2 separate regions of the Sus scrofa genome follow, and region 1 is linked to region 2. The links are chromatin contacts, called in public HiChIP or PLAC-seq maps. All regions are on one chromosome and are shown on one strand. Each heading gives the region's core, a stretch centred on a gene start, on an enhancer-like site or on the middle of the called end of the contact. The rest is flanking DNA. Distances are from core to core; before and after follow the strand shown.

Region 1 (3,967 bases), core at 354-2,853, 320 kb before region 2:
AGCCAGACATCAGGGAAGGCTTCCTGGAGGAAGTGGCATGGATGATTGAAAGCAAGGGCCAGAGTAGGTGTGTGGGGGAGGCAGAGTGCGGTACAGAGGGCACAGTGGGTGGGCTGGATTGTGTAAGTAGGAGAGAGAGGAGGAGGGAGGAGGAGGCCGTGTGGCAGAGGCCGGGGGCAGCAAGGGGTCTGGGCAGGGCCCTGGTTGTGCAAGGCCTTGCAGGACCTGGGAACCCACAGAATCCAGCCCAGAAGGTCCCCACTGCCTGGTTGCAGGACCTCAAGGGGTGCTACCAAAAGAAGCAGGCGCCAGTAAGCTGGGGTTGGAAGAAAATCCCAGCCTGGATTTCAGACGCCCCTTGGAATGGACTGGCCAGAGGTGGAAACAGAGAAAACGGAAGAGGCTCTGAGGAGGTGTGACAGGTGGGACGACGAGTAGCCTCCAAGTGGATGGCGAGTAGCAAGGGCCTGTGATCCAGTCTTCTAGAACTTTCTTCCCACTGCCTTGGTCAAACTCCTACATCCTGGGACTTAATGTAAATGTTCCCTCTACTGGGGAGACTTCCAGAACACAACTCTCCCACCTCATTCTTGCACCTGTTTCCAGCCATCTTTGAACGCCTACTATGTGTCAGGTACTTGCTGAGCACTTTGACTCAGAGGGAGAAACGGCTTGCTGGGGTCCTATAGCTGGAAGGAGGCAGGGCCAGGCTAGGGACCACCTGACTCCACCCCTGGCTTGTGCTCCTGGCAGGGTGGAGTCCAGCGTCATCTTGTTTTTTGTTTTTTGGGTTTTTTTTTTTTTTTTTTTTTTTTTTTTGCTTTTTTTGTAGGGCCACACCCTCAGCATATGGAAGTTCCCAGGCTAGGGGTCAACTCGCAGCTACAGCTGCCAGCCTACACCAGAGCCACAGCAATGTCAGATCCAAGCCTCATCTGCGACCTTCACCGCAGCTCACTCTCAGCAATGCTGGATCCCCAACCCGCTGAGCAAGGCCAGGGATCAAACCTGCGCCCTCATGGATACCAGTCGGGTTCATTACTGCTGAGCCACAGTGGAACTCGCAGCTTCATTTCTTTTCCTCTCCTCTGCTCCTCCCATTTCTGATCTCAGCTTGACTGTTGCCTCCTCCCAGAGGCCCTCCGGGACTGTCCTCCAGTCAATCAACGCTTCCTCCGTTCCCCATATTGTTCTCCATCCCCTCGTTTCACTTCCTGTGTAGCTCTTTTCACAACTGCAATTATTTCCTTCTTTGTTGACATGGTACAGGTCCTCCCCAACTCTCATCGGAGGTCCCAGGAAGCAGGGATGGTGGGTCTTCCTCACTGCTGTGCTTCACAAAGAGCAGACTTCAAATAACCATGGTTTCTATTCCTTATGGAAGTAAATACTGGAAGTCAGGGCTGGTATGAGAGTTCATGGCCACTGTGGACTCGGGCTCCTACTGCCTAGTTGCTGTGCCATCCTCAACAGGCAGTGGCAACCTCCGAGTATACAGCAGCTGCTCCCGCTCCTGCCTCCATGCTCACACTCTAATCCCAGAAAGGAGAAGAAAGGAAGCAGTCCCCCTCAGTCCTTTAAAGGAACTCTCATCAGAAATTGATCCCAAGCACTTTGCCAATATCTCATTGGTCAGAACTGGGTCACGTGGCCATATCTAGCTGCAAGGGATGCTGGGAAATGTAGTCTCTGGGATGGATGGCTATGGGCCCAGCTAAGAATGGGGCGTGTTATTCTTATGGAAGAGGAAAAAAGAGACCTAGCAGCAGGTGTCACAGTGCCCATCTCCTGGCTTATAACAATAATAATAATGATAATAATAAAGGTGGATTTTTTTTGTTGTTGTTGTTGTTTTTCCCATGGCTTGTGGAAGTTTCCAGGCCAGGGATCAAATCCACATCACAGCAGGAACCCAAGCTGCGGCAGTGACAATGCCAGCTCCTTAACCCACTGTGCCACAAAGGAAATCTTGACATGTGTTTATGACTTTACTTTGCAGTCATTCATTTAACCCTCACAATAACATTCAAGGTAGGGACACTGTCAAATCTGCTGCCCAGGGCCACCTGGCTGGGGAGTGGCAGAGCAGAGATTTGAACCTAGGGCCATCTGGCTCCAGATCTGACAGGTTTCTACTTCTCTGTGGTGCCTGCTAAATGGCTGCCGAATGATCTGCTGACCAGACTGCATTTGCTCATCTCCATAAATGGACTGGGCATCCCTGAGTATGGGCTGCCCTCCTTGGGCTGGCTTGGGGCCTGGGCTGTGGCCTCCAGAACCGAGCCTGGCCTGATGGAGGGACCTCAGCAAGGCCACCTCCTGGATGGGGCAGGGGGCTGTGCCACTGGGAAGAGAAAGAGGGGTAGGGACAGCTCAGGGAGGGTTCTAGAGAACCAAGGTGGGGTGGACATGGAGGCAGCCTCTGGCCTCCTTCACAAACTGGGACAGAATCAGTGTGAAAAGAAGATCTTTCCAGGGCAGGGGGAAGCTGAGGTGGCCCTGCCAAAGATTCTGGCTCCTGGGGTGTCCTGATGCTTAGGAACAGGCAGGAGGGCCTGGGGTGGGATAGGCTTTTGCCTGGCCCTGCAGGAGCCCAGCAATGTGGCCTCATCAGCATTTCTCCAGCATCTCCCTTGGGTGCTGGCTGCCTCCCACTGGGGGTCTCTGCTGAGGAGCTCTTCCTGGGTTCACTTTCCTACTCAATCCATCTAGTCCAGGCTTGAGGCACCACTGCTCAGGGAGAGAGGCCCAGACAAGCAGAGAGCCCCATTGTTTTCCCACCCAGCCCCACCTGGACACCAGTCACCTACCAGCCGGGTCCCTGCTAGATCCCCCGCAGGCTTCCAGGTTGGGCTCCTGGCCCTGTATCCAAAATCCTATATATATATATATATATATATATATTTTTTTTTTTTTTTTTTTTTCCCCTACAGGGGGAGTCCTGACATCTTCTGTGCCATGTCATGGTGGCATTTGGTGACACCTCCACACCCGGTCTTGTTTGGAAATGCATAGCAAATACATAGGATTACACTGGAAGCCAATTAACTTGAAATACAGCTATCAAATATTTTTTAAAACCACATTTGTGATGAAATAATAGATGTGCTTCTTTATTAACCATAAACACGATCTAGCAGCGGATTTAAAATGGAGGAGGGATGAGTGAGATTTTTGAGAAATCTGCGTTAACTTTGATGTGATCTGGAGATATCAAGGATTTCTACTGGGAACAAAGCCGCAGGTACTGCTGAATCCAGGGCATGTTGAGTACGTTCCTCACTGAAGGAAATGCGAAACTGCATGTAGTTCAAGGGTAGTGAAAATGAGAGGTACTTTTTTTCCCTATCCGAGTTCATGAATGCCCTGAATTCCACCCACGCCATACCCCGGCTTGAGGAATCCTACTCTGCTCCATAACTGGGGTGCCCGTGCTATACCCACCCTGCATCAAGGAATTCCGGGAGGGCAAGGAAGGCAGGTTGGGGGCGGGGCCATGGGAGGGGCCAGTAGGTAAGGGGAGGAGTCTTGGACTCCCGCGAGTAAGGGGAGGAGTCTTAGACTCTCGCGAGAATCATCTGGCCCCAATAACCAATGAAATGTGGAAACTGAGGCAGTGGGAGGAGCCAGTTTGCTTCCTGGTTTCTTAAGTCCGGAGTCCTGGGCGGTAGGGTCCTGACGGGATAGGGAAGTTGGGGAGAGGGCGGGCCAGGCGTGTGTCAGTTGGAAGTGGCTCCAGCTGGAAGAGAGAGTGTCTTAGTCAGGTCTTGCTTGGTTAAGCTGCGGTAACAACCAACCTCGATGTTGCGGGGGTCTTATCACCACAAAGCTCCACTTCCTGCTCAAGTCAGAGGTCAGCCGAGGTGCAGGAGGGCAGCGGCTTGGCTGCGAATCATCTTCTCTCCAGGATCCAGGTGGAGACTGCGGTTTTCATGGTAAGCGAGGGGCCCACGAAGGCCCATATCTC
Region 2 (3,543 bases), core at 670-3,169:
CGGAAATGCAGCTGCAACCTATGCCGAAGCTTGTGGCAACACCAGATGCTCAACCCACTGATGGAAGCCAGGGATCAAACCTGCATCCTCACGGAGATAATGCCAAGTTCTTTTTCTTTTTTTTCTTTTATTTATTTTTTTTTTTTTTTGTCCATTTTAGGGCCCCACCTGTGGCATATGGAAGTTCCCAGGCTAGGGGTCAAATCGGAGCTGTAGCCACTGGCCTCTGCCAGAGCCACAGCCACTCGGGATCCCAACCGCATCTGTGACCTGCATCACAGCTCGCGGCAATGCCAGATCCCTAACCCACTGAGCGAGGCCAGGGATCAAACACACATCCTCATGGATACTAGTCAGGTTCATTACCACTGGGCCTCAACTGGAACGCCAATGCCAGGTTCTTAACCTCTGAGCCACAGTGGGAACTTCGTAAATTTTTAACCTAAATCCTCAGTCTCCTCTCCTATTCAAGCACACATGCGCTATTCCCACCAGACTTGGTAGGGGGGATGTCTCTGGCCAACACTTTCTGTGTGTTCCAATCTTTTCAAGAAGAGGCCCCCAAGCCTCAAGAGAGATTTTTTTCCTGCCGTCTGAATTGCATTTGCGAAGGGTAATTGATTTGCTTCCCCATTTTTTATTAATCAAAGAAAAACCACAGCCAGCCGGGCCTCTGATCTGGGGGACGTGTCCATACCGAGACGATGCCCAACGTTCCTGATGAGGTCACAGAGGCCTCCTTCCTGCTAGGCTTTCTCAAGTGTCCAGAACACTCCTCTACAGCCTGGGAGCCTGAGGTGCCCAATAGGAAGCCTGGGTTCCAAGGACAGGAAGCAGGCTGAGAGCAACACACCAAGGTTATCCTGGAAGTAAAACCCAGGTGCCATTAGAACTGAGGCCCGGGCTTCCTGCCTCTCTCTTCAGATGTGACCAGAGCCCCAGAGCATGTCCCTAGGGTCTCTTGGCCACAGTGCCAGAGCAGAGAAAACCGGAGCAGCAACCCAGTTAAGGCTCATTTTCAACAGGAGAGCTCCAAACACAGCCGTGCCCACCCACCCACCCCACGCAACTCGCTGGGCCCGCGGACCCCCCAACATCTGGCCTGAATCCTCCCTGCTTCTGCCACATCTGGATGGGGGGAGGGTGTGAAAATGACCCTCCCCTATTTCCCAGGGCTGGTTCCTAACAGTTGGAGAGTCTGAGAAGGAGAAGGCTTTTCTTGGATCTCATACAGAAGCTCATTCAGCAAGATTTGCTGAAAGTCTCAGTTTCCCTTCCCAGTAAGTCGGGTGCTGAGCCTCCCCCACCCCCAAGCCACAATCCCCCATCTCGGGCCCGGCTCCTGGAACAGCTCCAGGACAGAACCAGACCAGCTCCTGCTGCAACCCTGCCGCGGAACAAGCCAGGACCTGGAACCAGTGCCCCTGGATTGGGTCCAGGCTCTGCCACTGACCCCCGGTCAAACTTAGGCCAGCCATTCTGCCTAAGAAACAGTCATACATCCATCTGAGATCAAATGAACCTGCCTCATCGTGGTTCCAGGTTCTTCAGATGTCCCCACTCAACTCACCACCTCTCACCCTGGCCTCTTAGCCCCAGGGCCCTCCCTTATGCTGTTGCCTCCAACTGGAACACCTTTCCCTGCTCCTGATCTGGCCAACCCCAGCCCAGCCTGAATATCACCGTCCTCTGGAAGCTTTGCCTGAACCTGGGGCCACTGTACCGCCGCCTGTACCCCTGGGGCACCCTCCCCACGACTCAGATGGGGTCCTCTCATGTCTTAATGATGGCTGAATGTCTGCGATCCCGCCTCATGCCCACTCTGACCCCAAAGGACCAGACACAGCGTTGACAATGCTTGGGCAATGGAGTCTGGAAATGTTTCAATAAGATCACGGGTTTTAAAGCGCGGGATCGGATGCGGCTGGGGGCTGATGTTTGTGAAAAGAGTGGGTGAGTCAGGGATAGGGCAGGCGCCCAGCCACGCCCCTTAAAGGGCTCCTGGAAGAACGCGACCTAGCTATCCAGGGTCCTCGGCGCGTGAGGGTTAATTCAAAGGGCCTTCCGCAGCTGCACACCCCGCGGGGGAATGGGGGATGCACTCCCCCACCAACCGCTAACCCCTAGGGCGCCGGCTGCTCCGTGCACGCATGCTCCAGCGGAGGCGCGCCCGGGGCCGCGGAGCTGAACTACAACTCCCATGATGCCCGACCCCGGGGCGGGCCCGGGAGGAGCGAGCGCCGGCGGCACCGCCCCTCACGGCCTTCTGGGGACTGTAGTTCTCCCCCGCGGTGTGCGGCCTGGGAACTGAGGTGTCTCGGCGGTCTCTATAGGAAGCCTCCGCGGCCCAGGAGCAGGGAGGGGCTGAGGGCTTTGCGGGCTGCCTGGGGGTCACTTCACTCCTGCAGCTGTCTCTGCTGGCGTCTGTTTTTCGTCGCCGTCTTCATCGTTATGGACCCTACCACCACCGTCATCATCATAACAGTTGCTCTATTTCGTGAGCAGCTATTTTGTGCTAGGCCCTGAGCCCTTGGGAAGACAGAGATGAAGACAGACGTGGTCCCCATCTTTGCTGGCCAAGCACGGAGACAGGGGACGTTTAATCGCACAAATAATTATTTGTACTGGGTACAAAAGAGTGTAGCGTGAGGCTAAAACAGCAGAGGGGGTGGGGAAGGTGATAGTGACTATTTTCTGAGCTAAAGACAGATGCAAACAGAGTGTGAACAAATGGACTGGCATCTTTGAAATCCAAGGAGTGAATTTGATGGGTGGACTGGGAAAATCTAGAACCATTCCTGCAAATGCCTTCATTATTCCCAAGGAGAAATTTGCCCAGAGAGGTTCAGGGACTTGCCCGAAGGCACATGGCAAGTCAGAGGCCACTGGTACAAGGATGTAGCCTCAGATGTTAAACTCCCCAAGGACAGGGCCTGGGTCTTATGTGTCTTCTAGACACCCCAACCCCAACAGACAGACAAACAGACACACACACACACACACACACACACACACACACGCAGCTCTCACCCAGCCTTGCACACAGTGGTGTGAGCAAGAGTTCCAGGGACAAAAACATCTCACGCCCAGGGTGCTCCCTCAATGTGACAGAGCCCAGCCCTTGTTCAGCAAAGGTCTTCGCCTGCCTGAGCCTGTTTCCCCATCAATGAAAGAAGGGCACCGTACACTCCCCTCGTAGGATAGTTCTAGCAAAAAAACCAAAGCTGATGGATATGAAACCAGCATTTTACAAGCAGGAGAGGTGCTGATGTGAGTCACTTTCCATGCTGTGCCCCAGTGCAACGCTGTGGGACAGCCAGGAGCCATCTGCGGGCTGGCATTGGGTGCCAAGTGGGGGGACAGCTGCCAGTGCGGGAGGCGCACAAAGGAGAGAGCTGTGAGCCTGAGGCCCTTCTCTGAGGAGGTGGCGTTTAATCTGAGCCCTGAGGACGCCCTCGTCAGGTCTCCAGGGTGAGCATGGAATGTGTCTCCTGCAGCGGCCCATCACAGGTGCTCAGTTTAAATAGCAGAGCTTCCGTGCAA

Evidence for each region. HiChIP or PLAC-seq counts read pairs in DNA pulled down with a chosen protein or histone mark.
Region 1: a contact with region 2 is called in an H3K27ac HiChIP or PLAC-seq map of alveolar macrophages. The contact joins two enhancer-like sites. A contact is called at or near these places in 1 of 47 Hi-C or Micro-C datasets (subcutaneous adipose tissue) and 2 of 2 datasets of contacts at active chromatin or transcription factors (alveolar macrophages and skeletal muscle).

Annotation. Positions count from the first base shown.
Region 1 is chr1:269,792,842-269,796,808 of Sscrofa11.1, reverse strand. No RefSeq gene overlaps it. Among named protein-coding and RNA genes, the nearest start is that of NTMT1, 25 kb to the left of the region's middle. Within about 2 kb of position 1,603, at least 10 of the 83 cell types and tissues checked have an H3K27ac peak or open chromatin away from gene starts, as enhancers often do. A contact at or near this core is called in alveolar macrophages, where this site is marked.
Region 2 is chr1:269,474,172-269,477,714 of Sscrofa11.1, reverse strand. No RefSeq gene overlaps it. Among named protein-coding and RNA genes, the nearest start is that of IER5L, 20 kb to the right of the region's middle. Within about 2 kb of position 1,919, at least 66 of the 83 cell types and tissues checked have an H3K27ac peak or open chromatin away from gene starts, as enhancers often do. A contact at or near this core is called in alveolar macrophages, where this site is marked.